Linked DNA regions of Mus musculus: regions 1, 3, 4, 5, 6 and 7 are each linked to region 2. A link is a contact called in public HiChIP or PLAC-seq, capture Hi-C and promoter capture Hi-C data. All regions are on one chromosome and are shown on one strand. The core of a region is the stretch at or near the end of the contact, and the rest is flanking DNA. Distances in the headings are between cores, read along the strand shown. Region 1 overlaps Cds2 (CDP-diacylglycerol synthase (phosphatidate cytidylyltransferase) 2). Region 2 holds the start of Rassf2 (Ras association (RalGDS/AF-6) domain family member 2). Region 3 overlaps 5330413P13Rik (RIKEN cDNA 5330413P13 gene). Region 4 holds the start of Cds2 (CDP-diacylglycerol synthase (phosphatidate cytidylyltransferase) 2). Region 5 holds the start of 5330413P13Rik (RIKEN cDNA 5330413P13 gene). Region 6 has its middle 42 kb from the start of 5330413P13Rik. Region 7 has its middle 26 kb from the start of Tmem230.

What was found. Promoter capture Hi-C pulls out the DNA fragments that hold promoters and counts their contacts. HiChIP or PLAC-seq counts read pairs in DNA pulled down with a chosen protein or histone mark. Capture Hi-C pulls out chosen DNA fragments and counts their contacts.
Region 1: an H3K4me3 HiChIP or PLAC-seq map of the 230-238 cell line shows a contact between it and region 2, with 11 read pairs. The contact joins the enhancer-like site here to the promoter of Rassf2 in region 2. A contact is called at or near these places in 1 of 39 promoter capture datasets (the C10 cell line), 2 of 115 datasets of contacts at active chromatin or transcription factors (the 230-238 cell line and memory CD8 T cells) and 1 of 9 other capture datasets (adipose tissue).
Region 3: an H3K4me3 HiChIP or PLAC-seq map of forebrain shows a contact between it and region 2, with 4 times the contacts expected there. The contact joins the enhancer-like site here to the promoter of Rassf2 in region 2. A contact is called at or near these places in 10 of 39 promoter capture datasets (the C10 cell line, the HPC-7 cell line, cranial neural crest and 4 more), 1 of 15 datasets of contacts at CTCF or cohesin (embryonic stem cells), 4 of 484 Hi-C or Micro-C datasets (embryonic heart and embryonic stem cells), 13 of 115 datasets of contacts at active chromatin or transcription factors (DN3 thymocytes, bone marrow-derived dendritic cells, embryonic hindbrain and 7 more) and 4 of 9 other capture datasets (adipose tissue, embryonic stem cells, liver and 1 more).
Region 4: a capture Hi-C map of macrophages shows a contact between it and region 2, with 4 times the contacts expected there. The contact joins the promoter of Cds2 here to the promoter of Rassf2 in region 2. A contact is called at or near these places in 13 of 39 promoter capture datasets (the 3T3-L1 cell line, the C10 cell line, the HPC-7 cell line and 8 more), 9 of 484 Hi-C or Micro-C datasets (B cells, CD4 T cells, CD8 T cells and 5 more), 4 of 115 datasets of contacts at active chromatin or transcription factors (bone marrow-derived macrophages, embryonic stem cells, memory CD8 T cells and 1 more) and 4 of 9 other capture datasets (adipose tissue, liver, macrophages and 1 more).
Region 5: a contact with region 2 is called in a promoter capture Hi-C map of liver, with 3 times the contacts expected there. The contact joins the promoter of 5330413P13Rik here to the promoter of Rassf2 in region 2. A contact is called at or near these places in 7 of 39 promoter capture datasets (the 3T3-L1 cell line, cranial neural crest, embryonic stem cells and 3 more), 2 of 484 Hi-C or Micro-C datasets (both in embryonic stem cells) and 1 of 9 other capture datasets (adipose tissue).
Region 6: a promoter capture Hi-C map of embryonic stem cells shows a contact between it and region 2, with 2.1 times the contacts expected there. The contact joins the enhancer-like site here to the promoter of Rassf2 in region 2. A contact is called at or near these places in 4 of 39 promoter capture datasets (embryonic stem cells and hippocampal neurons), 1 of 484 Hi-C or Micro-C datasets (embryonic stem cells), 5 of 115 datasets of contacts at active chromatin or transcription factors (embryonic stem cells, forebrain, stem cell-derived neural progenitor cells and 1 more) and 2 of 9 other capture datasets (adipose tissue and embryonic stem cells).
Region 7: a contact with region 2 is called in an H3K27ac HiChIP or PLAC-seq map of microglia, with 4 times the contacts expected there. The contact joins the enhancer-like site here to the promoter of Rassf2 in region 2. A contact is called at or near these places in 5 of 39 promoter capture datasets (the 3T3-L1 cell line, the C10 cell line, embryonic stem cells and 2 more), 1 of 484 Hi-C or Micro-C datasets (embryonic stem cells), 4 of 115 datasets of contacts at active chromatin or transcription factors (bone marrow-derived macrophages, embryonic stem cells, forebrain and 1 more) and 3 of 9 other capture datasets (adipose tissue, bone marrow-derived macrophages and macrophages).

The regions. Positions count from the first base shown.
Region 1 is chr2:132,280,228-132,283,915 of GRCm38.p6, forward strand. All of the region lies in intron 1 of Cds2 (CDP-diacylglycerol synthase (phosphatidate cytidylyltransferase) 2), which reads left to right. Among named protein-coding and RNA genes, the nearest start is that of Gm46766, 19 kb to the left of the region's middle. Within about 2 kb of position 2,049, at least 98 of the 459 cell types and tissues checked have an H3K27ac peak or open chromatin away from gene starts, as enhancers often do. A contact at or near this core is called in the 230-238 cell line, adipose tissue and memory CD8 T cells, where this site is marked.
Region 2 is chr2:132,027,596-132,031,287 of GRCm38.p6, forward strand. Rassf2 (Ras association (RalGDS/AF-6) domain family member 2) reads right to left here and starts at 2,393. Exons shown (of 11, transcript NM_175445.4): 1 at 2,156-2,393. Gm31179 (a long non-coding RNA gene) reads left to right here and starts at 2,856. Exons shown (of 3, transcript XR_374996.3): 1 at 2,856-3,456.
Region 3 is chr2:131,827,412-131,830,731 of GRCm38.p6, forward strand. All of the region lies in intron 2 of 5330413P13Rik (RIKEN cDNA 5330413P13 gene), which reads right to left. Among named protein-coding and RNA genes, the nearest start is that of 5330413P13Rik, 19 kb to the right of the region's middle. Within about 2 kb of position 1,355, at least 78 of the 459 cell types and tissues checked have an H3K27ac peak or open chromatin away from gene starts, as enhancers often do. A contact at or near this core is called in adipose tissue, embryonic stem cells, forebrain and 1 more, where this site is marked.
Region 4 is chr2:132,261,049-132,264,633 of GRCm38.p6, forward strand. Cds2 (CDP-diacylglycerol synthase (phosphatidate cytidylyltransferase) 2) reads left to right here and starts at 2,100. Exons shown (of 13, transcript NM_138651.7): 1 at 2,100-2,449. The coding sequence starts at 2,396. It overlaps Gm46766 (a long non-coding RNA gene), which reads left to right and starts at 2,456. Exons shown (of 2, transcript XR_001783482.2): 1 at 2,456-2,692.
Region 5 is chr2:131,845,794-131,849,008 of GRCm38.p6, forward strand. It overlaps 5330413P13Rik (RIKEN cDNA 5330413P13 gene), which reads right to left and starts at 1,863. Exons shown (of 3, transcript NR_029381.1): 1 at 1,779-1,863. It also overlaps the pseudogene Gm14281.
Region 6 is chr2:131,804,178-131,807,387 of GRCm38.p6, forward strand. No RefSeq gene overlaps it. Among named protein-coding and RNA genes, the nearest start is that of 5330413P13Rik, 42 kb to the right of the region's middle. Within about 2 kb of position 1,319, at least 15 of the 459 cell types and tissues checked have an H3K27ac peak or open chromatin away from gene starts, as enhancers often do. A contact at or near this core is called in embryonic stem cells, where this site is marked.
Region 7 is chr2:132,220,451-132,223,876 of GRCm38.p6, forward strand. No RefSeq gene overlaps it. Among named protein-coding and RNA genes, the nearest start is that of Tmem230, 26 kb to the right of the region's middle. Within about 2 kb of position 1,266, at least 76 of the 459 cell types and tissues checked have an H3K27ac peak or open chromatin away from gene starts, as enhancers often do. A contact at or near this core is called in adipose tissue, bone marrow-derived macrophages, macrophages and 1 more, where this site is marked.

The DNA.
Region 1 (3,688 bases), core at 799-3,298, 250 kb after region 2:
GCAGTGTGTGTGTGTGTGTGTGTGTGTGTGTGTTGTAAAACCCAGTAAATTAATTTCAAGACCCAGTGGGTCTCAACTTGCTACTTGGAAAAAATATAGCCATGTTTTGTCTAATTATTCTTTTTTCTTTTTTTTTTTTTCTGAGACAGGATTTCTCTGTATAGCCCTGACTGTCCTGGAACTCACTCTGTAGACCAGGCTGGCCTCGAACTCAGAAATCCTCCTGCCTCTTCCTCCCAAGTGCTGGGATTAAAGGCATACGAGACTGCCCGGCTCGTCTAATTATTCTTGAAGTAGGAATTTTCTTCTTTTGTAGATGAAAAAGATGAAGTCCAAGATGACTTGATTTCCCCCAGGATCCCATGGCTTGTGCTGTGTTTCTTTTCCCTGAGCTGAGGAGTGTCTTGTTTCGAAGGTCAGTGGTAGCTGTTTCTGTTTCATGCTCAGCCTTTCCCTCTTAATGTGCTCCGGGAATGGATGCTCATTATGAAGACAGCTCAGTGGATTGCCGGTATTAGCACTCTGAACATGAGTCAGATGCAGCTGATGGTTGCTTTGATGGTGTCTTGGGAGTTTTCTTGGCATTAGTCCTCTGGTCTCAGGGTAGAAAGAACCTGCAGGGACATGGACAGCCTGGGCTGTCACCATGCAGGACAAGCTCAGTGCCTCTCATGTCTCTCTGGTGTGGCTCATTGAGAGATCCTGTCTCGGGGCCTTAGCCTTCTTTCTGGACAGTCTATCCCGTCATCCTTACATTCTGATTGAGAGGCCGATTCTTTGAACCAACACCTCTTGGAGTTGCTGAGGCCGTGCCCCACAGTCTGTACCTAGAAATTCCTGCTTGAGTATGCGCCGAGGGACTCAGTCAGGCCGGAAATGTTTGCTAACTTTGTCAGTGCTTCGCTGAGACTTAGTTCCAAGAACCTTGAGTTTTCAGGTTCTTCCCCCATGGTAGAATGACCTGGTTGGCAAGGCTGTCAGACATGGGGCATAGCAGTGAGTAAAACAAGCTCCTTCCAACATAGAGTCCATTGTCTGTCTGTCTTTCTTTCTTTCTTTCTTTCTTTCTTTCTTTCTTTCTTTCTTTCTTTCTTTCTTTCTTAGGTTTTTCGAGACAGGCTTTCTCTGTGTATCCCTGGCTGTCCTGGAACTTACTCTGTAGACCAGGCTGGCCTTGAACTCAGAAATCTGCCTGCCTCTGCCTTCCAAGGGCTGGGATTAAAGGTGTGCGCCACCACTGCCCGGCTAGAGTTCATTTTCTGTTGAAGCGTGCAGATGAAGGCTTATTGTCAAGAGCTAATGAAGTTATACAGGATAAAGCAGGTTGTTGTTTTGAGGCTGGGTCTCTCTATGTTGCCCATTCTGTTGGAAAACCCAAGCTCACATGCTCCTCCCACATCTGACTCCTCCCAGGTAGCTGGGACTACAGGTAACATGCTGCCAGGCCTGCCTCCGTCTGTCTTTGTCTTTTCTTCCTTTTCTGTTCTGTTCGTGACAGTCTCACTGTGTAGTCAAGGCTGGCCTCACATTCTTCCTGCCTCAGCCTTTAGTGCTGAGACTTACAGGTGTGTGGCCACCACGCCTGGACTAACTAGCTGTTTCTTACCACAAGGGTAGCATTTTCAAGTGTTAGCTGTTCCCGGGGCTTTCCAGTGTGTAGTCTAGTTTGACTGAGATGTGGACATGTTTCTGAACCTGTCTGAGAAACAAGTGGAAATGTACCTAGACCTGTTAATTCTGTAGTGCTGGGTGGGAGCACTGGGAACTCTAAAAGGCTTTGTGTTTATTCTTTGTTCCTGGCTGTGCATTAGCTGATGTTCAGAAGTGCATCTCAGTACTTTATTTCTGTTGTCTTCTTAACTGGGACTGTTGTCAAACTGTCTTCTAGATATTTATGTTTATGTCAGTTGTCTTAGTTACTTTTCTGTTGCTGTGCCAAAGTACCATGACCAAAGTTGTTTATTACTGAGCCCGCTTAGATGGCTGGGAGGAAGTGATGAGTCGAGAAAGGAGGGAAGCAGGGGGTTGAGTCAATCAAGAGCCAGGCGAGCACACGGTGACCTCTCAGTCACTTTCCAGGAACCTGGCTGGGGTATGTGGTCGGTCATCAGTGCCGCATCCTTTGCCAATGCCCTTTACTCCCTTGAAATAGTTTGGAGATAGTTGATAGTCAAATAGGGTTGTTTTTTGTTTTGTTTTGTTTTTTAAAGTTTATTTATTTTATGTGTATGAGTACACTGTAGCTGTCTTCAGACACACCAGAAGAGGGCATCAGATCTCATTACAGATGGTTGTGAGCCACCATGTGGTTGCTGGCAAATGAATTCAGGAGCTCTAGAAGAGCAGTCAGTGCTCTTACCTACTGAGCAGTCTCTCTCCAGCCCATCAATTAGGTTTTTAAAAGCTGAATCTACGCCCCGCCCTCCCCACCCTTAATCTTTCCTTTCAGTGCTGTTACTGGTGAGGGAGCCTGTAATGAATTCCGTCTTGGAAAGCCCAGTGCTCTTTCTGTAGATCTCAGTATTGATTTGAGACTTTCGGCAGGCAGGGTATGCTAGGGTGGGGGTGCCTCTGCTAGGTCTCAGAAATGATACCCCAGTGTGTGGCACCTTGGCATATGGAGCGTTTCTAAGTCAGAAACAACGGGGTTTGGTGCTTCTCTTCCAGGGCCGCTCTGAGCACCTAACTCTGCTGATGCCTGGAGGGACTTGAACGCTGCTCTACCGCACAGTTGCCAGCAGAGTTGCGTCTGTAACTTTCTTCTCTCAGACTCCCTCCCCAGCAGCCAGCTGCTGAGCCACATCCCAGGAAGGAGCATTTGACTCCACGCAGGGTAGACGTGGTGGATTAGCACTGACTCTCTGGGCCCTCAAAATTGTCAGCTTGTTCATGAAGAGTGTAGATAAGATTCTGTTTTCTGAGTTCTTGAAGTTCACTGGCCTGTGAGTACCCCTCTCTCTGGAGCTAAAATCTGTGTGCCCCTTCTTGTTAATCTTTATAGGGCAAAGAGAAAGTTCACTTTGCTTCTGTAGTTCCCAGCTCACAGTAAATTCATCTTTGACCTTTTCTTTAGACACACAAACTTGTCAAATGGGATTAGTATTGAAAAGCAGTAGAAGTATTTCTTTGTTCTTCCTCACAATACCCGCCCCACCCCACACGCATGCAATACACGTGCAGGCTTTATCTTTTTGTCCTGTAAGAACTCAGTTCAACCTACTGGGCTCTCTCATCAAGATCGACACAGGGCTCCTGACATCTCTTAAGCACCCTCTAGCAGTTTCTCCCCTCTGTACTTGTCTCCATAAGTGGGGGGGGGGGGGGGCGTTGATTACGCTGGCAGCTGGCCAGAAGGCTTGCTTAAGATGGCAAGGTTGTATTCAGCACTAAGGTTACGCTTAGGTTAAGTCTGTGCTCCAGGAGGAGACTTGCAATTTGCATTTAAAGCAGTGCAAAAAATAGTTTGTAAGTTGTGGAGTCATTTCAGCTGCTGGAACTTATGGATTGGACTGTCAGGTCCCCAGAGAGGAGCGAGCTTCAGGGGCATAACCGACCAGTGTGCCACACGCCCGCCACCACGTGGAAGTGAATGAGAGTCTAGTGGGTGGCGCTGCTTCCTTCCTTGTCCCTGTTTTTAGCTTTTCTTAAGACAAACTGGGATAAAATAAGAGAATTTTAACAGGTATCA
Region 2 (3,692 bases), core at 1,143-3,642:
CAGGCTCTCTTGTGATTGGACAGCGGGTCTCCTTTCTGGCAAGCCCCAGAGTCCAGCCCAAAAGAGAAGCAGAAGTGTCAAAAGTACAGCCCTGCCCATACCTCTAGCTGGGATCCTTAGCCATCCCTAAGAGGCGCGCACACAGGGCCAGACAAGAAGCCTTGCTGCGAGGTACCAGGAAAGAAGTCAAAGGGAAACCAGTCAGCCTCTGAGACCCTAACAAGCGGACCCTAACACCTGAGAGAGGAAGTAAACTGAAAACAAGGGATGGCACTTATTGCCCTCCCCCTAAAAGACCACAAAATAGAGAGAAAGCAGGCACCTCCAAAGACAAGACACAGTGAGCTGGAGAGAGGTATGCTGTGGAAGTCAGAGCCTGGAGACATTGCCCTCGAGGAAGGGGTGGGGGGCGGGATGGAAGGTTGCAGAAACCAAGGGTGCAAGAACAGAGCATGCGCTGACCAACATGGCCCTTCCCATGGATGCTGGTGTGGGGATCTTGGATACCCTGGTCTCCTTTTAGCTAGGTTTCTCAAGTCTACCCTCATCATTTGTGCACGAATCCCATGTTTTGTTGTGTTTCTGCAGTACTCTTCTGCTCTTCTATTTGTTAAAGAAAAAATGGGTGTGGCTTCCCATGATCTCCCACCCCCACCCCACCCCGCCCCAAATACTACCAGTCCACACCTCCAAGAGTGGAGTGTGCCAAGTGGCCAGGCAGACTATTTATTCATAGCCCCCTTTGGTACTAAGGCAAGAAACATGCTTCTTTGCAAACAAAGGTCATCTCTCACTCCGCCATCATTTGATGCTCCTCTCTACCTTCCTGAATCCCGCTGGACTGCAGCAGGTCCTAGGAATCAGGCTTTAGTCCGGAGGAGGAACAGCCCATAAGCAACAGCTCAAATGAGCATCGCTCAGGAAAATACCACAGTTAGTCCCCTAGGACAGAAAGGGAGAATGAGAACAAGGGGAGGAAGGGGGGCACTCTTCTCAAATCCAGTATAGCTTAGCCACAGAGGTTTCTTTAACCCCCAGACCACCTGTAGGAAAAGCTTCCACTTAATAAACGTGGATTGAAAGTATGGCAAATCAACCTCAGGTTCCTCATTTACGTGCTCTTCAAAGATATCCCCTGGCTGAATCTGCCGGCTATCTTTTGAGAACCGTGACCCTAATTTTTTTCTTCCCACTGTCCCAGGGCCATTTACCGCAGGGACAGAGCCGGCTCTGACAAATTGTCATTTGTCCACCGCTTCCTCTTACAGGAATCCTCCACTTGCTTACCGTAACCCCTGGCCTCTGCTCTCAGGAAGAATCGTTTCTAATGCCCTGGTTTTCCAGACTCTTGGGACTAAAGCGCGCGCAGCATTGAGAAGCCTCGTGCTGAGCTTGCCACTGAAGCACAGTGGCTATCTGTCCAGTGGCTGTTCCAAATCTGCCCCTGTCGGGACTCCACCATTCTGCTGCCTCCCAGGGCGCACTCGGAGATAAAGCTGGGTGCAGAGTAAGCGCTCTAATACACGAGTGGCCAGGCCGTCTTTTGAAAGCACCTGCCTAGCTCGGTCTCCAGCGACCTCAGGCACAAGCTCCGGAAGGGACAAGAAACCCGGGAGGGGGAAGTGCGCCGAGCACCGCGCGCTCTTAAACTCTGAAACCCAAAGGGAACTGGGTTCGCCGCGGGTTGGAGATGTGGTCCCCGCCCGGGGAGCCAGAGTGCGCACAACAGTCCGACCCTCCCCTAAGCTCTACAGGCCTGCACCTGCTATCTCGCTTCACCTCTCCAGGGAGTTCGGGGACACCCTGCTCTGGGGATGGGGGCAATTTCCTGCCACTGCACTTAGTGTCGACCTCAGAAAAGATCTTAAGGGGTCAGAGCCGCAGCATGAGCTCCAGGCCACAACTTTCTACCCGGGGAAAAGGAGTGGGCTGGGGCGCCCGCCTGCGCTGCTTCTGGGGCAGCCCGCATATCTAAGCCCACCTTGTGGCTTGGGTGGCAAAAGGGGACAGGGAAGAGTCAGGGACCGGACCAGGCTGGCCACGGGCCACTGAGGGAAAACTTTGAGCTGGGTAGAGGGAAAGAGGACCACCAGCACCTTGCGCCCGCATCCTGTGCCAGTACCCGGCTCTTCGAGCCCCGCGCCCTGTGTCTTGCCTGTCTCCCGGACCATCTGCATCCGCTCTCGCCGCAGGGGTTGGAAAGTGGGGGCGCCGCTGCGGGGGTGGGGGTGCTCCAGCGTGCTTGGCCAGTGATCCGCGGGACCCGCTCGCTTGGGCCGGCCTGGGCGGCGACAGTGCGGTTGAGGGCGGGCGCCCCGCCCACCTGGCCCCTCCGCCCCGCCTCCCCGAGCTCTGCCTTTATCTGCCGATCCTTGACCAACCCACCCGCCACCCTGCAGTTCTCTCCCCACCCCTCTTCTCTTGCCTTTCTTTCCCTTCTCCCCCTCCCTCCCCTCTAGGGGGCGGAGCTTCTCCCCTCCCTTCAAGACAGACAATGCTGTGGCTTCGCGTCGCCTCCTCCCTTCATCTCTACCCCCCCCCTCCCCGCGTACCCCCACCCCACCTCGCGCGGGCTGCCAGCGTTTCTTCTCAGCAGGCCAGAGTGCATGAGGAGGAGGAGGCGGAGAGCGTGGGTGGAGGGAATAAGGTGCTGCCTCTCACCCCATCGCGCCTGCCCTCTCCAAGCCACGCCGAGATTTAGCCCAAGCTCTTCAGTTCGCCTGGCTCTGTGACAGTCACTCCCAGGGAGCAGCCCGCCTAGAGAATGCAGATTTCCTAGCAGAGGATGTGCAGTTGGTGGAGTTGGGTGGTGGTTCTTTCTAACACCCGGGTTTGTTCCCAAAAGGGTTTGAGTTGCCAAAGGGCTAAGTGGGCCCCTTCGACTCGGCAGGCCGGCAGACGTGACGGCAATGTGAAGGAAGTCAAGTTTCTTTGTCCATTCCTCACCTCCTCCTCCTCTCCATCCTTAGACCTCCGAGGAACTCTAGTGTATAGGAGGGAGCACCCAGCTACGGATTCTATACCCTCTAACCATAATTCTTCGTTTACATATGCCCGACCTTGCAGTTGGTCCCCAAACCAAAGGGGAAGGGAATCTAACGGTTAAAGAAAGGGCAGCCAAGCCTCCAAAGTGCATCCCATCTGCCTGGAAGCCAGATATTCTCTTTTAAACTCATTGTTTGGATCTTGGAATGTGTCTCCCATAGAAACAATGTTATAAACGGCTATCCGTTCCCAGACCAGCCAGCCTCAAATGTGCGGAGGCCAAAGCGCAGCTGCGGGGTGGTGCTGGAAATGTCCCACAACACTGAACAAGAAGGCTACTGATCGGCTTTTTCTACTGTGAAAGGGGAGGGGGGTGTTAGGGAGATAAATGCATCTAGTTCTTTCCCCTTGAGCTATAAACACAAACCGGGTCCATTAATTTCTTTCACTGGAGCCATTACTGTGTTTCAGGTAAGCTGCTTTCCTTCGCAGCCTTTCTCAAGCTAGATTTGCAGGGTGAGCTGAGGAACTCTCCAGGAAACCTTCTCCAAGGGAATCTTTCTTCTCTTCTAACCTGGCCTTCCGTGACCTCAGAAACAGGACAAAGGGCAGCCATGACTCCTAACAGCAGGGCTCTGGTTTTGCTATTGAAGAAGTCTGTGAGATGCTGCTAGAATTCTTCAGTTCTAGCCCAGCCTCTCAGGAGA
Region 3 (3,320 bases), core at 105-2,604, 200 kb before region 2:
GGGGGATGGGTGGGTACCAGTGCTGATAGGGATGGGTGGGTACCAATGCTGATGGGGGATGGGTGGGTAACAGTGCTGATGGGTGGGTACCAATGGCTGGACAGCTCAGAGCCCTCTAGGGAGCAAGAAGGTGGACAGAACTTAGACATATGCCAATCAACATGTCTTCTCTGACTTCAAAGAAAGCAATGTGGATTTTCACATAAAGGCTCAGTGGAAAGATAATGGTAAGGCTTGGGTCTCTCCTCATGAGCAGTGAGAGAGAATGAAACAGCTACAGTCCAGATTCTATACTTAGGGAACAGGGCAGCTTGGGAGGTATACGGAGGAGTGGCATGCTGGTACAGTTTTAAAGGGTGGATGTAGGGGTGGAAGGAGTGGTGGGTTTGCATCTCTGGTGGGGTGCCATACCTGCCCTGGTAAGTGTTAGTAAAATTGAATGACAAGGGTCTACAATTCCCATGTTGAGGTTTCAATAACATTACTTCTCCAAAGATTCCCCAATTCAGGTTATGCTATGCCCCTCAAATAGTATTAAACCAAATCACATCACCCAACACCCCAAATCTTACACTAACACACTTTGGGGGGCCCTTGACAAACTGAGAAGGATGGAGCCCCGTCATCCTGGAGACAAGCAGCTGGAAGGTGTGTGTGTGCAGGAGTCTCTATGAAGACATATAAACAGTCTCTGTCATCTGAGAACAACCGAATACAGAAAGCTTATTTCGTTAGCATAAGAGTGTCAGACACATTGTACCCCATAAATACAAACCATTGTCAATCAAGAGCAAAATTTAAAAACCAACCACCAGGGGGCACTTGCTGAGCATTTTCTCTGAGATGATCTCATTTTCCCTCCGGAAGTCTTGCCCTGATTTTCAAACTATTGCACCATGACAGTGAAAGCCAAAAAAGAAAAAAAGAAAAAAGAAAAGAAAAGAGGAAAAGAAAAAGAAAAAGAAAAAAAGGAAAAAAATCGGTTCATTCAAAGTATCCCAGCCTTGTGGTTGGGCCACCCACTCTAATTTCACAAAGCAGTGGGAGGATCAAGGGACAGCTCCAGTATTGCTTAGCCATGATGGAAAATCAAAGCTAGACTTCCAGTTATCTCTGGAAGAGTAGTGTCCAGTAGCTGTCGGGTAGCCAGGCAGCTTAGAAGGTCACTCTACCCCTCCACCTTTCAAGTTCCTTCAAGCTGTCTTAGGTGCGGTTGGACAGGGGACGTCCTTCCAAATGCAGCCTGTGGGGTTCGGGTTTTTTGGCAGGAGATCACAGTGCTGAATACAGCAGCCCTCTGTCCTCTGTGCGGGCTTCTGTGGAACCTTGGCTTGCGCTCTGGACCGCCTGGGCTCAAGGAAACCATTGCAATAGGAGGAAAGGTCTAAGCAGACCCAGGGTTTTCTTCCTTCCAGGCGCCCTCTGGTGCCGCTGCACACTCAAAGAAAGGCTTCTTTCACCGGCGGCGCTAGGGGAAGTGGGCTCTATTTTCCAGTCAGAAAAGGAATGGGCTGTTCTTTCTTGGTGCTTTGGTGGGATCCTCACGGCCCATCCAGGTAGTTTACATATGAAATGACTCCCCAGCATCCCCAAGCATGGTGCCTGAGACCCAGAAGGCACTTACCCTTTCGTAAAAAAACGCTTTCTTCTACTTCTTAACCTCAGGTGGCCCTGACCTGGCTCTAAGTCACAGGTAATGTCTACATCAAAGTTGGGACTGGGTCCTTGAATATTTCTCTCCAAATGCAACAACAACAAGCCCTGATTCTGTAGCAACGACGGGAATTTTAATGATTAAGTCAAGTGAGTCTTTAAATTACAGATACTAATATAACTGTGTGATTCCCCAATCTGTCCCCAGATTGGCCCTGGATGGTCGCCCAGCCTCCAAGAGAATCAGTTTCCTAAAATGAGAAAGAATTCAAAGTGAAAATGTGAAAGAAAGGGGGGTAGGGGGATAGGGTTGGGTATAGAAGCATATTCCCCTCGTTATTTCATTGTTAGCTGGGGGGGGGGGGGGGATATGTCATGCTGTCATGCTGGAGACCGAACAAAAGAGGAGAATATTCTTATATCAGGCACTCTACCACACACCTCTAACAGGGAGGGTAGCAGAGACAGACTGAGCAACTGTCCTTAGTTGTGTGGGAATTCTCAGCTGGTGAGAATCTGCGGTCAGACAGAGTTTGGGTAGGGGCTCATTTCCTTCCCATATTCTCCTAATTGTCCTTTCCTACTCTGCCTCAGCTTCTCCCTCTGAGACTTAGATCTCTTCATCTTAAGAGTTGATGAAGACTGGCAATCTATCTTCTGTCACCTATATTTCAGGAGTACACAGGTGACAGACTTCTCTTCTAGGATCAAAAGTCTTCCCTAAGGGAGAATAAGAAGGCCTAAGCTTGTAGAGAGAAGATCATCGTTTAGCAGGAATCTTGGCGAAAGGGCATCACCTCTCAGTATAGCAAGACCACACCGAAAATAAAGCACATAGGAGATTGTCAGGTCTAAGACCAGCACTAAGAATAGCAAGGCCTATTTATCACGAGATGCCTGATAATCATTATAATAGTAAATACTTAACACTTAGGGTAGAATCAGTCATAGACTTAATATGAGTTTGTACATATTAGAGACCCGAGTCTCACTTGTCTCTGCACTACCCTTAGGCCATTAAATTAGCTCTTCCTAGTCACATTAACTTTTTGAGTTTAGGAATGAAGATTCCACACTATAAAAATGTATAGGATGTAGTTACACATCAGTTTTAAGAAGGAATCCAATGGGGGGGTGGGGGTGGTATATAGTGTTAGGTTGTAGTCAAGGTATGTTACTGAAGAGGACTAAAAGAAACACAATAAGCAAACCACAGCACAAAGGTTCCAGCTGCCAACAGGCTCCTAAACCGGTTTGATGGATACTGTGTGGGAGACCTAGTTAGTGTGCTTGCTACTTTGTTTGAAGAGAACTTTTAAGTCTTGATTTATGGCATGAACAGCCTTGTCTCTAAAATGGTCTTGAGGCTGTAGAGACTGAGGTGGGATAGATTTGCTGCAGAATAACTTCTCCAGTTATTTTGTTATTTTAGTCGGGGGTGGGGGTGGGGGGGTGGGGGTGAGGCAGGTCTTCGTGCCTCCTGAGGAGCCATCAATAAACATCAGAGGACACCCACATCCTTGTCAGGGAAGCAAAAGCTAATAAACAATTAGTTTTTCTTGGAGTGTGGCTGTCCTTTGGTGTAGGCTAGGAAAGGTGGTGGCTCAGTCCCCCCCCCCTCCCGTCACTAAAGCAAACAGACCCCCTAAGACTTTGGGGACTACGGA
Region 4 (3,585 bases), core at 850-3,349, 230 kb after region 2:
AAGGCATTATCTCACTGAGTACACACCTCATCGAGTTTCATGACTCTGATTTATATCGATTGATTTCCAGGTCTTGGTTTATTTCTGTGTGTGGGTGTTTTGTCTCTATGTGCATCTGTGCACTATGTGTGTAGCTGGTGCCCTCAGAGGCTAGACGAGGAGGTTGAATCCCCTAGGACTGTAGTCTCAGACAGTTACGGGCTCCCATGTGTGGCTGAGAATTTAGCTCAGGTCCTCTGGAAGAACAGCCAGCTCTCCTAGTCACTGAGCCATCTCTCCAGTCCTGTATTATTTTTAAAGATAATATTTTATTTTATTTTTTGTATGCATGTGACTGTATGAGTTACGTGTACACGTGTACCATGTAATTGCAGACGATCCTAGAGGCCAGAGGAGGGACTTGAGTCCCTTGGAACCAGAATTATGGGCAGTTCGTCCTGTATGGGTGCTGAGAACCAAACCTCCTTCCTCTGCAAGAGCAATAAGTGCGCCTAACCATTGAACCATTTCTCTAGCCATGTATTCTGGTCTCAAACTTGCTCCAAGGAACTTGACGCCCTTAATTATCAGAAAATAGTCACATGATATTATCACCACCCTTCACCTCTATCCTTTTTCTTTTCCTTTCCTACATAGTGATAGGGTGTTGAAAGGGTGGAAGAAGAGGGTGGAGAAGGGTAGAAGAAAGAAAAAAGCCCACAAAGTAGCCAAAGTCTGGCTTCAAAAGGTATTTATTTCTAACAGAACAAAGCAAAAACCCAAACCCAACAAAACCAGCAAACACCAGTAGAGGAACAAGAGCACCCAAGCATTTGTGCAAAGCTGTTAAATAGCAAATAAAATGCAAAGACCAGAGGGCTGAAGTTTGTCTAAGTATTTTGCTGTTAATTTGAAACATCATAACAAGAATTTGAGAATGTAAGTCTTTTTCAGAACTCTTCCTATTTTCTGAAAACTCACAGCTCTGGTCAAAATCTCTAAAAGGAACCTGACCCTTGGTGTGGAAGACTTCTTTGAGATTGCAATCTGGCTAAGGACTGGGAGCCCTGTTTTGCATGAGAACAATGCTGGAACAGCACCCATAATACTGAATTCAGGCAGCATATGTGAACATTGGTTACAGCGTGGTAACAAACGTCTGAGTTCTAATTCTTACTCGTACCCTTGTAGCTGCTGGCTAAATGCTTAAACTAGGTCAGGAATAGAGGGAGGGGCTCCATAGGAAACATTCCTTTCAGCCCAAAGGTTTTCAAAGAATTAGATGTGGGTGTTAACTTACTCACAGAAGTTGTGGTTAACAAGAGCCAAACCTGAGGGTTTTTTTTTTTTTTTGAACGATTTATTTTTATACATGAGTACACTGTAGCTGACTTCTGATACACCAGAAGAGGGCGTAAGATCTCATTACGGGTGGTTGTGAGTCACCATGTGGTTGCTGGGATTTGAACTCAGGACCTTTGGAAGAGCAGTCAGTGTTCTTACCCACTGAACCATCTCGCTAGCCCATAGGTCCTGAGTTCTACCTTCAGCACAAAACAAGACAAAAACTTAAGACAAGCAATATCTTGGATGATGTTACTTGCAGATATCATATCCATTTCTAAGTGTTTTTTGTTGTGGTTGTTTGTTTTTTGATACAGGGTCTCAGTAGCAGTGGAACAGGTTACATAGATCAGATCCACTTGCCTTTGTCTCTGGAGTGCTGTGAACAAAAAAGGTGTGTGATTGGGACGAGACTATTTCTGAGTTCGGTGCTTAGACAGAATCAGTGCTCACTAAGTTACCAGCGACCATGGCTTGGCAAGGCAAAGTGAGCTGAAACAGGTTTCACCTCCTGCTATGATGTTCAGAGGTCCACCTGGTCTCTTCGTTTGGACTCCCAAGCTGAGAGCAGCAAGTCTAGGCCGCTACGAGGCGCTGTTGTCCCCCGGTAACAGGTTACCTTCTGGACCCAGCACTCGCGCGCGGGGACTTGCGGTAGGACGCAAGGACCCCATTGGTTCACTCTGCTCTTTTTCTCCCGCCCCCTCTAGGTTTTGTCCAATGAGTGTCTCGAACTCCGCTCACGCCCCCACCCCCGCCAGGCTGCCCCGCCTCCTGGCGTCTGGGGTTCCAGGCGGAGATGGCGGCAGTGCGCGTGCGCGCTGGCTCGCAGCTTCCCGGGAGGAGGAGCGAGCGGCCGCTGGGGAAACAGCGGCTCCGCTCTCCGGGCAAGGGCGGCGGCAGCGGTGCTGGGCGGGGCCGGGCTCGGGGCTAGTGGCGCTGCTGCAGGGGCTGTGCGAGGCACGGTGGGGCTGCGAGGTGCTCGGGCCCGCCGAGAGCCCGTGCTCACTGAGCCGACCCCCGCGGCCACCGTGCTGCTCACTCGGGGTGACGTCGCGCCGGGGTCCCCAGCATGACCGAACTACGGCAGAGGGTTGTCCGCGAGGACGCACCTCCGGAGGACAAGGTAGAGGCATCGTTAAGTGCGGAGGGGCGCGCCGGCAGCCTCGCCCTCTGACCTTTATCGCGGCCCTGGGTACCAGGCCTGGGTTGCGCAGAGGGTCGGCGGGTGTCTTTTGCTTGTGGGGACAGCGGTCTGCGGGCGCGGGGAGTAGCGCGTGAGCTCTGGAGGGTCTTCGCCTTCCCTAGGCCTTCCCGATGTGGACGCTGGACACCCCACAGACCTTGCTTGGGGCCCGGAGAGCGCGATGTAGGCTCACCGCTTGCTTTACAAGTATTGCTGTTGATTGGGGAATGGGGGAGGACTCAGGCCATAGCATTTGTCTCCTGGGAGATTAAAACCTTCTTTTGAACTTGATTAAAACATTAAATCTGTTGGTTCTATCAGAGAGGAGTCTTGATCCACTCCGTGAGAGGGCGGGTTAGTGAGCAGGTGTGTGCTCCCAATGGTGGGTTTGTTTACTGCGCCAAGTGTGGGCATTGATGGGGTAAAGGAGGAAGGTAAGGAGGAGGCCATTTTGGCAGGGACACAGCCAATGTGGGGGCGCTCCTTTGGTTGAAAGTGCGAGGTTTGTGTGAAGTTGAGAAAGGTGGAGGGTGGTTGTTTTACTGTGGACATTGAATGACGGACCGTATTTGTGGTTCGGATCAGTGAGTGATGAGTAGAACCGGCTGAGGTAGCCTGGACCAGAATGATGGAGACTGGTTAAGTCAGAGATTGTCAGCTTGTGACCTGCAGAAGCTCTCGTACGTAGGCCTGCGTGCTGATACGGAAATAAGGGTTCCGTTGAAGGTCTGTTTCTAGCCTGTCTTCAATAAAGGAGGAGGATATGCCGCGTTTCCCCTGATTAATAGTTGACAGAGTTTAGTATCTTTGTTTGCTTGTTCGAGACTGGGTTTCTCTTTGTAGCCCTGGCTGTCCTGGAACTTGATCTGTAGATCAGGCTGGCCTCCATCCCAGAGATCCTTCTGAGTGCTGGGACTAAAGGCACCCCACCCCCCAATGCTGTTTAAGGAAACAGCATCAAGCCTAAGCACCCACGTTTGACATCAGAACTTTTGTTTTAGATAGAATCTCTCTAGGAAGCCCTGCTAGCTAGTTTGGACCTCCTCCACCTCTGCCTATCCTGTGCTGTATAAAGG
Region 5 (3,215 bases), core at 613-3,112, 180 kb before region 2:
CTATGTTTATTTCACGTAGACTCCGGGACTCATTGTCCTGGGGCAGCCTGGCTCCTGCCTCTGTATCAGGGAGATAGGAGAATAGCAAGTGCCCTTGAAAACAGCCAGAAGGTAAACCATTTCTATAAAGGTTACTGTTTATCTCACAGTATAAAAAGGCACACGTCAGGGACTGGAGGCTTGAAACTCACCGGGGAGAGAGTCTGGGTCTGCTCAGGACTTCCCCGTCCCCGTCAGACCAGCATGGCTGTTTAGCAGAACTTCCCTAACCACTTCTACTACACATTCTAAACACAGTCGTTATAAACACCTGACGCGATGATGTTTTAAATCTGCCACTTGCTGCTCAGGCTTTGATTTTTGCTTACCTTTAATACACTCATTCTTTAATACTCAAAGTGCGGCTGCTGTAGATCATTCTCCGTCCCTCCCTGAACCTGAAGGTCATCGATTCTACTAAGTTGGCTGGCGAAAGAGGTCCAGAGAGCCTGCCTCCAACCCTGCCTTCTCACGACTGGGGTCATGGGCACCATTCCAGCATCAGTGTGAGATTGCGAGGGATGTGATCTCAGGTCCTCGCTCAGGCTTGCAGGACAGGGACTTACTGGGTAAGCCAGCTTCCAGCTTACACTGTGGTTGTCCAAGCTTACAGGGCACGTGCTTTCAAAAGGCTTCAGTGTGAGAGGGCTGAGTGACGCACGCTTGTCAAGATTCCTTTAACAACATTTTGCAACGCCCTCATGCCTCCTAGATCTTCAGGAAAATGAGTGTCATGGAAGCTAGCAGGAGAAGCTCCTGCCTCCTATAAGAAGTCCTTGCCCCTCTCACCCCTCCCCCACACCATCATCTCTCAGCTTACATGGTAGCTGTAAGAACCCAAGCAAACTTCCTTTCATCACTACTTGTTGGAAGCAACACGCCGTCCACAAGAATAAGCTGGGAGTCTTAACTCTGCTCTTGTAAATTCTGAAGAGGTTTTGTTGCTATCTTTTCATGGATCTACCACAATGATATGAAGGAATTTATCTCATATACCTTTCATGTGATGTCTTTGTTTCTGGAAGCACAAACCTGACTCTGGTCTTTATATGTGGCCTTATCTTCCCACATCCTTCCCTCAAGTACTCTGGGAAGAAAAAGAGAGATCCCTGCTAGACAGGAGAGGCTCTAAGTATTTTCAGAGCACAGTTCAAACACTAAGGCAAGTGCTACTGTTGACAGAGTTCCCCGGTTACTGGGAATCTTCCAGAAGCTGCTAAGTTTCTCCTCAATAGTCTAGCAGAGCACACACGTCCTGAATCAGCTGGCCAATGCAGAAAACAAGTCTTCATTCTATTGTTCTAGAGACTTTACAGTTTCAACACCACAAAGTTGAGCAAGCACTTATTAATTTGTATTCCATAAAGAATAGGGCATAGGCTTACAAGAAATATCTGCTTGTATACAACAAAAATATTCAGAATGGTTGTGTGTGGAGGTCACTTCCCAGAAATTCAGAAGGTATCTGAGACTATACATAAAAAGATCTGGGCAGCATAATCACACGTATACTGTCCCCCAGCCACAGACACCGACCACGGCAGGCTCTGGTCTCTGATAGACCTTTTTCAGTTACACGAAGATGACACCATTCTTGACAAACAGCGTTTTGTTGCTACAGAAGATCTGCCAGGATACCAGGCTGCTGTCTCATAGTGGATAATCACAGGGTGGGGGTGGGGGGTGGGGGTGGGTGGAGTGGCCCTGTAGGTCAAACGGGAAACAGCCTCCAAACCTACCTGGGGTCACTTCAATTGTTGTCTGCTGCCTGAAACAGGATGGGCTCCCTGTGAGCACAAGCCTGACAAAGCACACCATCACCAAGGCTACCTCCAGGTGGCCAGGGACCCTGCTGTGTACTGCCTTCTGACTGGCTGAGTCCTGCGTGGTTGCTTAGGAACTGTGTAGACTCCAGAGCACAGCTGTGCTGAAACAAAGCCGATTTCCCTTTTGAGGCTGTCACGAATTTCAGCTAGTAAAGGGAAGGATGTTGCTTTGAGCCAAACCTTGAGCAAATTAGATGGTTTGTGTGATCATAGATCCAAGCAGTTAGCTTTTTTAGTTTACACCTTGGAGGGGCATTAACAAACAGCACGAGACACACACACACACACACACACACACACACACATCAGTACGACATTGGTTTGTGTCGAGCATTGACACAGCTTGGATGATTTTACAGTTTTGACTGTTACTGAGCAGTGGTTTGAATGAGAATGGCCCCCATAGACTCATGTTTGAATGCTTGGCCCCCAGTTGGTGCAACTGTAGGAAGCATTAAGAAGTGTGGTGCCTTGTTGGAGGAGGTGTGGCCTTGCTGGAGGAGGTGTGGCCTTGCTGGAGGAGGTGTGGCACTGGCGGGTGAGCTTTGAGACTGTTCACATTCCCAGTGTGTGTTCTCCTTTGCGTTTGTGGAAGGAGGTGTGAGCTCCCAGCTGTTCCTGACACCGTGTCTCTGCTCCACCATCATGGACTCTAGCTCTCTGGAACTATGAACCCAATTAAGTACTTACTTCTCTAAGTGGCCTTAATTGTGGTAGTGTTTTAGTCACAGCAGTAGAAGAGTAACTGATACACTGACTGTGGAGACTTCTGCTCCCAAATCCTTTTGTTTTGAAGCTGTTGCCATTTGTATTTCTCAGGGGTTGGAGTGTTTGTTTGTTTCCATTAGCATTTATTAAAAAGGTAAAAGAAAAATCACTTGTTAATGTAATTCTTCACTGCAATCTGCAGGAAAAGAAAACCTTAAAATATGTATCTAGGAAAGAAACAATAAATAGGAACAAAAGCAAACTTAAAACACAAGCAATCTATGGTCCGTCATATCCCAAACAAGTGAGCATTCATTTACGCAAATGTTTGTAGCACTTTCGATTGTGATATTTCTTTTTTTTTCCATTTTTTATTAGGTATTTAGCTCATTTACATTTCCAATGCTATACCAAAAGTCCCCCATACCCACCCACCCCCACTCCCCTACCCGCCCACTCCCCTCGGTTGTGATATTTCAAAACTAAAAAAACGACACACAATGTTCTTCAAAGAGTAATGGTCATTGGGCTTAGTGACACCTGAAAGGCTGAAACAGGAAGACTTCAGATTTAAGGCCCACCTGGCCTCCAAAGTGGCACCAATCCTGCCCGACAATGAGGGTCTCATTTAGTGAGACCCCC
Region 6 (3,210 bases), core at 69-2,568, 220 kb before region 2:
ATAGTTAGCAGTCACAGAGAAAATTAAACAAGCTTTAAAATGGTGCGGTTCTAGAAAAGAAAAGAAACAAACAAACAAATCCTGATGTTATAGCGCTGAAAATTGAACTCAGAGCCTATGCATACACACTTCACTGCTTGCTTATAGCCCCAGGCCACCAGGAAATGTAAAATTGCACAAGAGACGAGACACTATTAGATCTCATTGTTCAGTTAAATGGTGAGTAGTTCGCATACTCTGTCAACATGCAACTATAATCATTTCCCGTAACTATAATGAGACGATTGAATAAAGGGAACTTGAGAAGAGTTAGAAAAGATAATGGGTTGGTGGGGGGCAGAGGAGATGGCTCAGCTGTTAAGACCACTTTCTGCTCTTGCATAAGACCCACGTTCGGTTCCCAGCTCCCTCAAGAGAGCTACTATCTATCTGTAACTCCAGTTCCTAGGGATCCTATGGCCTTCTCTGACTTCCTCAGGCACACATTGTGGGGCAGTGGACCATGCCAGGACACTTGGTGAGGTCGAGTGGGTTCAGAAACTCTGGTACCCTCATACCTGAGCATAGTAGGAGTTTCATCTACTCCCAACCAGGTTCCTGTCCTCTCTCATCAAGAGACAGTCATCTCCCTTGGGGGAAAGCCTTTGTCATACAGAGCCCTGCCTCCTGAAGAAGGCCCTCTGTGCTCCCAGACGCTCATCCCCTGAGCTAAGATGGAACTACACACACACACACACACACAACCTGGGCTGGGACCCTTCAGCTGCTCACCCAACACCAGCATAGGATAAAATGTAGTCCAGTGCCTCCCATTTCATCTGCCCCAGCGAAGTTCCCACACCCCAGCAGTGAGAGAGAAACATGGAACCTCACACATGTAATGTATATACACGGATGCCAGCAGAAACTTCTTATGCATAAAATAACTAAATCTTTTTTTAATTGTAAGGCAATAAATTAGAATAGAGTGTGTGACACGTGTATATAATCTCTGCATTTGGGAAGAGTAGGCTTTTGAGATCCTATTAAAAAATAAAATAAATAAAACAGGAGAAAGGAAATTCTTAAACTAGTAACAGCAGTTTATACACATTAAAAAAATTGAAAGTCCTGGGGACAAATGGACACCCCAAGAATGAGTAAGAAAACAGACACAAGTCCACAGGCAGGTGGATGGCATGGGGAAACCAGAGAAGAACTAGAGTCAAGTTCCAGAAGAAGAAAGCCTTTCCTGGGGAAGAGAGTGACAGTCCTAGAGGAGGTAACAAGGCCACCTGCAGAGGGCTTCTGGTTACTGAAAAGGCACACCCAGCAGGGCAGACCTCCTAACAGTGCAACTCCCTGTGAGCCTGTGGCAGCCATTTTCATTCTAACAACCACAGAAGACAGGATTGCTGATAAGCGATGGGCACTTGAGTGATGTTCTAAGCCCTTCATGGTTGCCTCCCTGCTCTGCCCTCTATGTGCCCACTCTGCTGTGGCCCCAACACTCTCTCCCACTCAGTGGAAAAGGTGACCCCTGAGAAAGAGTGAACAGAGCAGTTCCACCGGAACCTGGGGTGGGGGGGACTCCAAGATGCCCTTCCAAACCTTTGCAAACCTGGGAGGTGAAAGGAGACTTGTGTGAGCCCTCCAGGGAGAGCAGTGAGAACTGAGTCTGTGATTCAGGAAGAAGAGGGGTTTGCTGGAAACCATCGAGTTAACAAAGCCAGGAACACTGCAGAGCCCTGTCCAGAAACCCATACTTACCTCTGAGGAGAGAAGACGGAGTAACTTCAGGCCTTCTCTTGTCTGTGCCGTCAGCAGAGAACCTGCATATACACAACAACAAAAGCAGGAGGAAAAACATCTTTAAAGAAGGACTCAAATTACAGGTTAAAATAGAAACTTAAATTATATGGTGCTTCCAAGAAACAAACGCCAAACAAAATGGTATCGGCCGGTTAAAAATAAATGCTTTTACCGGGCGTGGTGGCGCACGCCTTTAATCCCAGCACTTGGGAGGCAGAGACAGGCGGATTTCTGAGTTCGAGGCCAGCCTGGTCTACAAAGTGAGTTCCAGGACAGCCAAGACCATACAGAGAAACCCTGTCTCGAAAAACCAAAAACCAAACAAACAAACAAACAAGCAAAAAAAAATAAATAAATAAAAAATAAAAAAAAAAAAATAAATGCTTTTTAAAAAAAGGAGAACTGAGATTTATCAGGCCAATAAAGAAGAGCCAAGATAACAAGATACGTTTCAGATTGCACAGAATTCAAGGCATTGCATGGAACAAAGATCTTTCTGCAATGAAGTATAATCGGTTACACCCAATGTAGGTGTAACCGATCTCAAGAGTCCTGCTAGCCATACAACCTGCTCAATCTCCAGGGAGAGAAGCCCACGGATCACTGCGGTTCCTTTGAAAGGATGGTTCGCTCTGGAGTCACTGAAGGTGACAGGCAATGTTCTAAGTAAACCTCACAGGCTTAGCAAAGCACAGACTCAAGTCGGATATGTGAGAAAAGCAGCCTCTGATTGGTGGAAATGAAAGACAGAGTGGAGACCATGAGATCAGCGGCTGGTCCCACTCCTGCAACACGATGGCTCCCTGGTCCTTGCTTTGGTTCATACATTCCCCCAAAAGCTCATGGGCTGTAAACGTAACACCAAGTGCATGTGCCTGTGGTACACAGAGGTGAGGTCTCTGGGAGGGAATCAGGGTTAGACAAGGTCCTGAAATGACCTCTGGGGTAGGGTCAGTGGTTTGGTAAAAAGGAGGTCGGAGTCAGTACAGGTGACCTGAGTTGCCACATGACACTCTCAGCTATGTTATGATACAGAAACGAATCCCTTACCAGATGCTGACTCATGCAAGGCTGTGGTATTCTGTTACAGCCACAGAGAATGGATTAAGTCAATGCGGAGAGGAGAAATATCTGCAAGTGCCTGAGGGAGTAACTGACCTTGGACCTGGAGTGGTGATAAAGAACTGGAATTTCTGACACGTGTGTACATCCGCATCTGTGTGTTTAAAGCCGTCCATCCTTCTTTGCTGCTCTGAGCATCTCCCACTCTGGTCAGGCCCAGCAAGCCCGGCTTGTCTTAACTGCTTTTCTCTCACGGGCATGCTGGCTTCAATTTCTCCTGGACACAAACAAACCAAAGCCCGGTATCCCAGTGCCCTGGAGGGCTGGAATAGAAAGCTGGGGTCTGGCTCTCAGCAG
Region 7 (3,426 bases), core at 16-2,515, 190 kb after region 2:
CTTTAAAAAGAGAGTAAAAAAATTAAATTAATTTGACTTGTGATTTGGAGAGAATTCCCAACAGTTTCTGAAATGGCCCTAAACATGTTCTGGTCATTTTATGTTACTAAGTTATGCAAATGGCATCTCAGCACTGTAAAAGTGAAATGTCAATCACCTCTGAAAAACCCTGGAGCCCCCTCTCTGTCTGCAGTGTTGGACATTCAGCCAACACTTCCTTATACAGACAGAATAGCACTAGTGCCATTAATATGCAATTTTGCTTTTGTGTTTAATAAATGTTAAAAATTATATGTATCAAAAATTTGTAGAAATAAATGTTTTATTACTAGTAGATGTTTGATGGTGTCTAATGTGTGTGTGTTATATAGTATATAAATGGAGGTATGAAGACAAATTGTGGGGGTCAGTTTTGTTCTTCCACCCTGTGTGTTCCAGGGATCAAACTCTGGGTTGTTAGGTGGCAGGGACATCTATTTGCTTAGCCATGGGCTCCATATCCTACCATGCTACAAATTTAAGCTACCTCATATCCCTGATCAAAAACCTGCCAGGAGGGCCTGTTATCTCTCATGTTAGTCCCCATTGAGTAAAACTAACCAACTTCTTTCCACTTTGTAATTATGGCGTTTAGAGCAGTTCTCTCTGACCATGGAGATCCTTCCAGGAAAGCCCACATGATTCACGGTGGCCAAAAAGAACAGACCCTGGGATGCTTCTACATGGGGGCTCTTAGAGAAGAATGGGGCATGAACATGAGCTTGAAGCCTCTTGAGAATTTGGCTCCCACCTCCCTGGGCTGTTTGATGATCTAAGAAAGAAGTCAAGTAGCCTTGTAACTGAAGTTCACTCCCGAGAAACAGGTTTATTCCTCTGGCTATTGTGGCCAGCAGACTCAAACAGACTCACTAGAGACCTGAGGAGCCCTCTCTTGGGTTTCTAGGTCAGCCAGTTTGGGGAGGCCAGGAAAAAGACTGTGAAAGAAAAAAAAACGACCCAGCTCATAATCACTGGTGCTTGCAGCCTGCTGGAGAAGGGAGAGAACACTGGAGACCATGCTGACGCAGAAAGAATGGGATGCAGGCCTGGCCGTACCATTCAAACCCTGGGCAGAGGAGTATTCAACACAGCAGTTCCTGAATATCCCTTCTCCATTTTTGTCAACTTGAGTGGTGTTTTTAAATTTTGCACTCTCATGAGCCCGGAATGATTCACTGGCTCTTTTTGGAAGCAGCTGTATTTTGAGATCATTTTCAGGAGTTCTTTAAATATCCTGAACGCTCTACTTACAAGGGTGACTCAAAAAGAATCTTCTCCCCAGGGAGGGGGAAAAGGGAACTGGCGTTGACCGAGTTGACTGTGCACAAGCTTGCTCTGCAGGATGAAAGGGTTCTAGAGGCAAAGTGCACAGCAGTGTGCTTGTTAACACTACAGACCTGCGACTTGAAGTGCTAATGTCGGACCAGCGTCATGGCTCAGACATGACAGTCTGTGCTAGCTTCCCCTCATCCCACACGGGAGGAGACGAGCAGACTCCCCCAGCTGTCTTTGCCACACACACAGGCCACAGTGTGCAGCTGCACGCACACACGCACACTGTAAATAAAGAGGTAATAAATAAATGGATAAATAAATGTGAGTGATTTAGGAAGTGCAACAGTATGCTTTTAAAGCATAATTTTAAAGTTCTGTAGAATGCTAATATACACATATACACATATACACATATATCTGCATTCCTCTAGCTGTGAAGTTAGGGTTGAGTCTATTTTATGGCAATTGTGCCCTAGGAAAACTGTTTGTTGTTGTTGTTTATTGTTTTATTTGTTTGTTTTTCGAGACAGGGTTTCACTGTGTACTCCTGGCTACCCTGGAACTCACTCTGAAGACCAAGCTGGGCTTTGAACTTATAGAGACCCGCTTGCCTCTGCCTCCAGAGTACACCACCGCTACCCAACTGATTTTTGTTTTTGTTTTTTCAAGACAGAATCCTTTTATATGTAGTCTTGGCTATCTTGAAACTCTGCCTGTTGGCCAGGCTGGAACTTGAAGAGATCACTTGCCTCTGCCTCACCAGTGTGGAAATTGAAGGTGTGTGCTACCAACACCCAACTAACACCCAACTAGTAAAGGCGATTTTAAAAAAGAATTCTTTCCCCACAGCACACGACCTCATGGTATTCTGTGTGGTGGTACTTTAGAACTCCATCGTGATCCCAAGCACACCCCAAACATCTGTTCCCTCAGGGACAGGGGGTGCTCTGAGGCAGAGGCTGTGGGCTTGTTTTATGCTCTAGGGGTTGTGTGATGCAAAGACTGGACAGGCATGAGCTGGCTGAGTGGATGGGCCTACCAGATGCATATTATGTATATTCTCTGATTCATTTGCTTCTCTCAGCAAGCATAGGTAACAGCGGCTGGCTTGGAAATTGGAAGTGATACAAACTAAATAAGTCTGCAGTTCTGTGCATTGCATGCTAGCAAGGGGGACACACAGTAAATGTGTGTGTATATACATATATGTGTCTGTGTGTACATATATACATATATAGTGTAGTATATAGTGTAGTATGTAGTATGACAGCTGGTAGTAAGGATTTAGAAGGAAAACAAATCAGATTCAGGGATCAGGAGCACCAAGGATGAAAGCTGACTGACTACTTCACAAATGGACCACATACACACACACACACACACACACACATACACACACACACACACACACACACATACACACACATACACATATACACACACACGCTAGCCCAGCTAACCGAGGGCAGTGTGATCTCAGGCAGGTTAGTAGGGAATCGTACTTAAGGGGGAAAGGAGGATACCAGTACATTAATTATAGCTAGGATCAGTGCTGTTAATATGTGGCTTGTGTGGTCGCGTAGGAACCTATGCTCAGAAGGTCTTAATGTTCTACCACTATCCAGAATTTTTGTTTATTGGTAGATTTTTATTTATTTAATCTGATCTAGGTGCTAGAGATAAAAACTTCTTACACTTGGGTAGCACACACTTACCTGACAGCCATCACCTTTGTCCTGGACTGCTTCTTGTCCACGTTTCTTTTCTATTGATTTTTATGTAGATGTCTATACAAAATCACCATTCTAACTTCTGTATAAATGGCCATTTTAGAATGATATTGCATTGTCATAGGGCAGCATTTCTTCAAGTCCCTCTGGGATTCTTTCTGATTTATGTCATAGCTTTGATTTTTAGATAGTCTTTAAGATAATTATGTGACCCCCCCCCCACTCCTTACTCTTCCTGTGGGTTTCTAATTAGGATAGAATTGCAATTGTAGATAAATGTATGCTTTAGAAAATTGAGTCTAAGTTAACAAAATAATTTTTATGCATCTCAGTAAGGTTCCATGATTTTCATCAAATGGGTTTAAGTAACTTCCCATTAGTT